Linked DNA regions of Mus musculus: region 2 is linked to region 1. Evidence: chromatin contacts called from public HiChIP or PLAC-seq data. All regions are on one chromosome and are shown on one strand. The core of a region is the stretch at or near the end of the contact, and the rest is flanking DNA. Distances in the headings are between cores, read along the strand shown.

The links. HiChIP or PLAC-seq counts read pairs in DNA pulled down with a chosen protein or histone mark.
Region 2: a contact with region 1 is called in an H3K27ac HiChIP or PLAC-seq map of T-cell acute lymphoblastic leukemia, with 2.7 times the contacts expected there. The contact joins the enhancer-like site here to the promoter of Swsap1 in region 1. A contact is called at or near these places in 8 of 39 promoter capture datasets (the 3T3-L1 cell line, 3T3-L1-derived adipocytes, the HPC-7 cell line and 4 more) and 1 of 115 datasets of contacts at active chromatin or transcription factors (T-cell acute lymphoblastic leukemia).

Annotation. Positions count from the first base shown.
Region 1 is chr9:21,954,226-21,957,307 of GRCm38.p6, reverse strand. It overlaps Swsap1 (SWIM type zinc finger 7 associated protein 1), which reads right to left and starts at 1,555. Exons shown (of 2, transcript NM_025870.1): 1 at 1,304-1,555; 2 at 1-631. The coding sequence starts at 1,546. The coding sequence ends at 38. It overlaps Gm45914 (predicted gene, 45914), which reads left to right and starts at 1,302. Exons shown (of 1, transcript NR_132099.1): 1 at 1,302-2,024.
Region 2 is chr9:22,428,408-22,431,489 of GRCm38.p6, reverse strand. 9530077C05Rik (RIKEN cDNA 9530077C05 gene) reads right to left here. Exons shown (of 7, transcript NM_026739.3): 3 at 991-1,134. Among named protein-coding and RNA genes, the nearest start is that of 9530077C05Rik, 18 kb to the right of the region's middle. Within about 2 kb of position 1,464, at least 65 of the 459 cell types and tissues checked have an H3K27ac peak or open chromatin away from gene starts, as enhancers often do. A contact at or near this core is called in the HPC-7 cell line, T-cell acute lymphoblastic leukemia, hematopoietic stem and progenitor cells and 1 more, where this site is marked.

The DNA.
Region 1 (3,082 bases), core at 306-2,805:
CAATAATGCTAGTTTATAAACAGAAAATCTACATTTTTCAGGTCTTTGAATCTGCACCTGTCTCTGAAGTAAGTATCCCATCCAAGGGAGACCCAGGACCAGGGAGGTTGTCACATCCCAAAGTTAAGGACTGGCTTCCAGCACTTGAATCTTTCTTCTCTGGGCTGAGCTTAGAAGCCTGGGCAAGCCATGGGGTGACCTTCATCTCTCCACAGGGTAAGAAACTCACTGACCACTCTGTCCTAGGGCTCAGTTTGCCCAACTCTAGGCTGGCTCGAAGGCAGCAATGCTGTCCCAAGCCTAGGGCATCTGGCTGCAACCAGCACTGTGCAGGAAAATATCGCTTAAGTAATGGCAGATGTGGGGCATCGGCCTCTGCTTCTTTCTGGGTTTCAAGGGCCACAACAAGCCCACAACTGCCATTGGCTCCAAGACGGTGGCTAAAGAAGGCAGCAGTATCCAGAAGCAATGCAGCCAAGTAGGCGGCTTCCTGGGCACTGGGATCCTCTGCGAGATATTCTTCCAGGCCGTCCAGGAGTAGAAGGGATGGGGTCGGTGCTGGGGCCTCATGGGCAGAGGCCAGCAGCTGGAGAAGCTCTTGAATTGAGGATGGGTACTGGAAACGAACCTTCTAGAAGATAGGAAAAGGCTAGACTTAATATAGGAGGTCAAAACTCCCTATTATGGCTACCTCACTTCTATACTTTCCGGTCTAGGCTCTCATGGTCCATATATAAAGTTCCAGGATGAAGCACCAGCTCAAATACTTCACCCTTGTCACCTGCCCTTCTCCAGCAGTTGTCACTGCTCAAGATTATTTAAGGAAAAAACATTTTTTTTCTTTAATACAGGGCCTCATGTGACCCAGGATGATCGCAAACGCGTTTTGTAGCCAAGGATGGCCTGACACTTCTGAGAACTGAATCCCAGGCATATATTATCAAGTCTGGTTAAAGGGATAGAAAGAACCCAGGGCTTCGCGCATGTTAGGTAAATTCTCTGTTCAGTTAATCCCAGTCCGTATTTTTTTGTTGTTGTTTTTGGTGGTTTGTTTTGGTTTGTCACCCATGCTCACCAATGCCGCCCGACCACAGGACGGTCTTTCACTTCATCTTAACTAAACCCGCACTGTCCCGTCCCACGACCCTACTCCGCCTCTTCCACCCACCACTTCCACAGACGCTTTATGACGATTTAGTTGTGAATCTACGATTCACGCTGCCATTTGCCTATCGAACTGTCACTCAGGCGCGAACTAGCCCGCCATTGGGTAACGCATTGCCAGGTCCAGCCCTCCGTTTACCTGGAGCCGCCAATGCTCTCGCGCTGTGGGTGTACTGAGCGGCAGGCTCTGAAGGGGCCTTCGCGTCACGAAGAGGACGGACCCGCGGCCTTCCCCTGCCGCCTCAAGGGCGGCTGCAAACAGCAGCGACGTCTGCGCAGAGCGCGGAGCGCCGAGCAACAGCAATGGCGGCCCGGCAGCGCCATCCTCTCCTGGCCTTGCCGCGCAGCCGGCATTCAGCACCCGCCTCAGCGCCTCCGCCATTTGCTGAGTGCCGCTGACCAATCAAAAGCGATATCTCATCTTGGGCCCGCCCACACAGAGGCCTCATTGGCTATAGTTCACAGACTAAGTTCGTCGCTGGAGCTGTCAGCCAATGATCAAAACACGGAGCGTGGAGGAAGTGGGTACTTTGAGGGAATTGCTGCAAGAAGCCGTGTGATCGATTAAAAGGAAAGGAAGGTCGAGGGTCCAAACGTGCTCCAAAGAGACGCCCAGGCTCTAGGTCGGAGCTGTAGAGAATGGCTCAGTCGTTACGAGCACTGGCTGCTCCTCCAAAAGACCCGGGTTCAGTTCCCACCATCTACTAGGTGATTCACAGCCATGCACAAGTACAGTGTGAGGGAATCCGACGCCCTCTTCTGGACTCCGCGGACACGTGGCACCCATATATTTATGGCCCCGCGCTTATACACACACTCATGTAAAAATAAATCTAAACATTAAAAAAAGTAGAAGCCGGTCGGTGGTGTCGCGCACCTTTAATTCCAGTACTTGAGTGGCAGAGGCAGGTGAATCTCTTAAGATCAAGGCCAGTCTAGAGAAACCGTCTCAAAAAAAAAAAAAAAAAAAAGTAGGTTCCCTTAGATATATATTGAGGTTTGCAACCAGCCTGAGTTACATGAGCACCTATCTTTAAAAATAATAATAATGATGATGATAACCAGACTTTTAGCTTGCCCACCTGCAAAATGAATATTGTGATTCCATGTGATCATTGTAATGCGTTGGTGTGAACAATTGCTGATGTCACCGAAGCAAAGTTCACAGAGACCTGTTTGCTTGTCTCTGCATAGTTGAATATGGGGAATTTTATTTTTTGGTAGGGTCCCAGACATTTTAGCCTGTGCCACTATGATAAGTTAATACAAGGCTGGGGGTGAAATTCGGGGTTTTGTCCATGCTGAGCAGGCACTCTGCCCTCCATGGGGGGAGGGGTGATTACATTTATTTAGTTGGTGTGAGTGTGTATATACTCCCATTGACACAGAGTGCATGCACTCTGAGGACAACTTCTGGGATGGGATGCAGTTCTTTCTACCCCACCATGTGTGTCCCCTGGATGACAGATTTTTAAAAAAAGATTTATTTATTTATTTTATGTATATGAGTGCTCTGTCTTCATGTACACCTACATGACAGAAGAGATCATCAGATTCCATTGTAGATGGTTGTGAGCCACCATGTGGTTGCTGGGAATTGAACTCAGGACCTCTGGAAGAGCAGTCAGTGTTTTTTAACCGCTGAGCCATCTCGCCAGCCCCTGGATGACAGATCTTCAGGGCTGGTGGCAAGAGTCCTCTAAGCCATCTCACTGGCCCCGATTTCTGGGATTTTTTAAAAATCTTTTTTTGTGTGGGCGTGTGCAGGATTACCTGTGCCACCTAGCGTGTGGAGGTCAGTCCTTACCTTCTAGCTCATTTGCACAGTGTGTCTTGTTCACTGCTGTGTATGTCAGACTGGATGACCGTCACAGCCCCACCACGAGACCGATCCTGTGTCCAGTGTTTAAATGGGTCG
Region 2 (3,082 bases), core at 215-2,714, 470 kb before region 1:
TATATAAGCATATAATACACACATGCACAGTCATGCATACACACACAAATGTAAATGGAGAGGAAAGTTTTTGCAAAAAATAACGGGCCTATTCACCTATTGATTACCCAATTCACCTAAGTTGACGACGTGTACGTCCAGCCACATTTGAACTGTCTAATTGGTTTTGTGTTGTTTGCTTTTGAACCTTATCATTTTAACCCTCTGAGATTTTCATTGGATTCATTGGACTGAAAGGAAATGAAGGAGGCTGGTTGTGGTAGCATATACCTTTAATGGCCAGCACTTGAGAGGCAAAGACAGGAGGATCTCTGTGAGTTCAAGTCCACCCTGGTCTATATAGTCAGCTCTAGGACAGTTAGGACTGAAAGAGACCCTGTCTTAACAAAGAGGAAGGAAGAGAGAGAGGAAGTGAAGGAAAGAAGGAAGGAAGGGAGGGAAGAAGGGAGGGAAGGAGGGGAGGAAGAAGGAAGGAAGGAAGGAAGAAGGAAAAGAAAGAAGACAGAAGAAAAGGTACCCCAGAGACTAGAGAAACTAAAGCAGGAAGAAGGTCTGGGCTGCAGAGAGAATTCCAGGCCAGCCTGAGCAACTTAGTGAGGTCCTCTATCAAGCCAAACGGAAAAGGTGGGGATAGAGCCTCACAGCAGAGTGCTTGCCCCAGCCTCTGAATCCACACAAAACTGGGAAGATCTAGAGCATGCATGTGTCAGAAACCTGCACCTTGTCAGTGCTGGTTTTGAGACTGATGACTAAGAACACTGCAGCAAAATCTCTCTTCAATAATTCTCATTGAGAAACTCAGATAATGCTATTGCTACACATACAGAAATGACACTAGGAGCAAAAGACAGATGGCAAGAACCCAATCCAACCAGTAAAACAGAACTGACCAAACAAAACCTGCAGAAAAGAGCTTGCATTTGGCACTAATCTTGCCCCGCCCACCCATGGCCCACGCCTCTCCCAGGCCCCGCCCACCCACGACCATACCTCTCCCAGGCAGCCTTCCTTCACCATGTACTTTCTAACATGACTCCAGATTCGAGTTTTAGACAACAAGCTACCACCAGTAGCTTGTTCAAATTTTTCATAACTTCCATATTTTTGTAAAGTCAGCTCCATAATATTGATGGACTGTAAAAGAAAGGAGATTAAGTCAGCAGCTCATGCCACTCTGAGATGAAGTTAGCTAATTAGGACCTTATTTGTCAAGACGCGCTCAGATTTCCTGGTTAACGAAGTTAAGCTGAAACTCCAGCTGCACATTTTCTGAGCTTAAATAGTTTCCACTGACTTTTGAAGTTTTCTATAAATGCCTGTGAACTTACAAGTGCCCTTGCTGGCCCAGTGGCGCGTGTCTGATCTTTAGCTGCTTCCTGTGGGGCGCCTCCAGGATACACAGTGAGGCCAACCGAAAAGGGAAAGGAGGTCGGGGACGATACACACGCTCTTCTTCCCTGTCTTCTAGTCTCTTTAGCCAGAGATGGTGCAGCTGACATACTGCACATTGCACCTGTAACTGCCGCTAGGAGAAGCTGGATAGAGAGGATATTGGCTTCTTGACAAGATACATGGTGGTTTGGAAGAACTCCAATGTAAACCGAGTATGGCTCCAAATCAGTTAGTAGGTTACAAGTACCATTTAGATAAAGGGGGAAAAACTTAAAAATTTAAAAACATACAAGACAACCAGTCCTCTCTAACAATCTATAAAATCACCTCTGTAACGATCTATAAAGTCTGCTTAGAATGCATCTATTTATTTACTTGTGTGTTATGGGTATTTCGCCTGCATTTATGTCTGGGCACCACTTGGATACATGTGCTTTTTTTTGGGCAAAGTAGCAAGGAAAATTTATTCAAGAGGCAAACAAAAGTCCCGATCGGAAATACAGGCAGCGGAGCACAAGCCTGAAAGACTACTGAAGGGCAAAGCAAGCTTTTATTCTCGTGACAAAAAATAATACTCTTTGGTGACAGTGATGATGATGAGGAGGAGGGTGACAGTCTTAAAATATTTCCATCTTTCGTCTAGGGCAATGTACTATCCACTTCTCATCATCTTAAAAAGTTGAGATGTTTTTCCAAATATACACAAAGTGAAAACTAATTAAAAATCTGGTTTAAAAAAAAACACAAATTATCAGAACCTCCAAGAAAGCCACAGGAAACAAGACTCTAATTGAGAGGACACCTGACAATTCTGTGAGGTGAGCGTTTACTTCGCTGCCCTCTGGGCAGGCGGGTGGGCCGCTCTGGCAGATCCACCCAGTCTGGGCCCCAGCACTCACACAGCAGTGCACAGTGGTCTGTGACTCATTTCCAGGCACCTAACATCTGCCTCTGGCCTCCATAGGCATCTATGCATTCACCACACTTACACACAGTGAAAAGACCCATACACATAACAACCAGTAAATCTTTTTAAAACACCTCATATACAGAACATAAAACAAATCTTCAATAAAACGTATGAAAAGAAATCCTGTTTCTGGGCTGTTGTGAGACTGGTAAGGACAGTGGCGATCTGCCAGCACTGAGAAGGTGCGTCGACCTCTGTCATCAGTAAATGCTAACCAGCACATCCATGCTGATACGGGTCCGTACTGTACAGCACTATAAACAACACATCTGATACGTCAAAATAGGAGGGAAAAATCACAATGTGTGAGTCAACACACGAATACATTAGTAAGGAATGAGGGCGCATCATAAAGTTATCACAACTCAAAATACTCCAACAGGCCTTTGCTGCCAAAGCCTTGCTACTCAGGAGGGCCAGGGGCAGTGGCAGGCACTAGGATAGCCAGGCTGTTGTAAACGCAGGCCTTGGCTCGCAGCTGGTCTTTATGCCTATTAAATCAGAACCTGGTTTTTTGCTTGGTTTTGTTGGGGGGGGAGGGGGTGCATTGTACTGGCTGATTTTGTGGGTCAGTTTAACACAAGCTAGAGGCAGCAGAGAGGAAGAGCCTAAGTTGATGGGCTGCCTCCTCCATGAGATCTAACTGTAAGGCACTTTCTTAATCAGTGATCAGTGTGGGAGGGCAGGGAGGGCTCAGCCCATTTGTGGGTGGTGCCATCC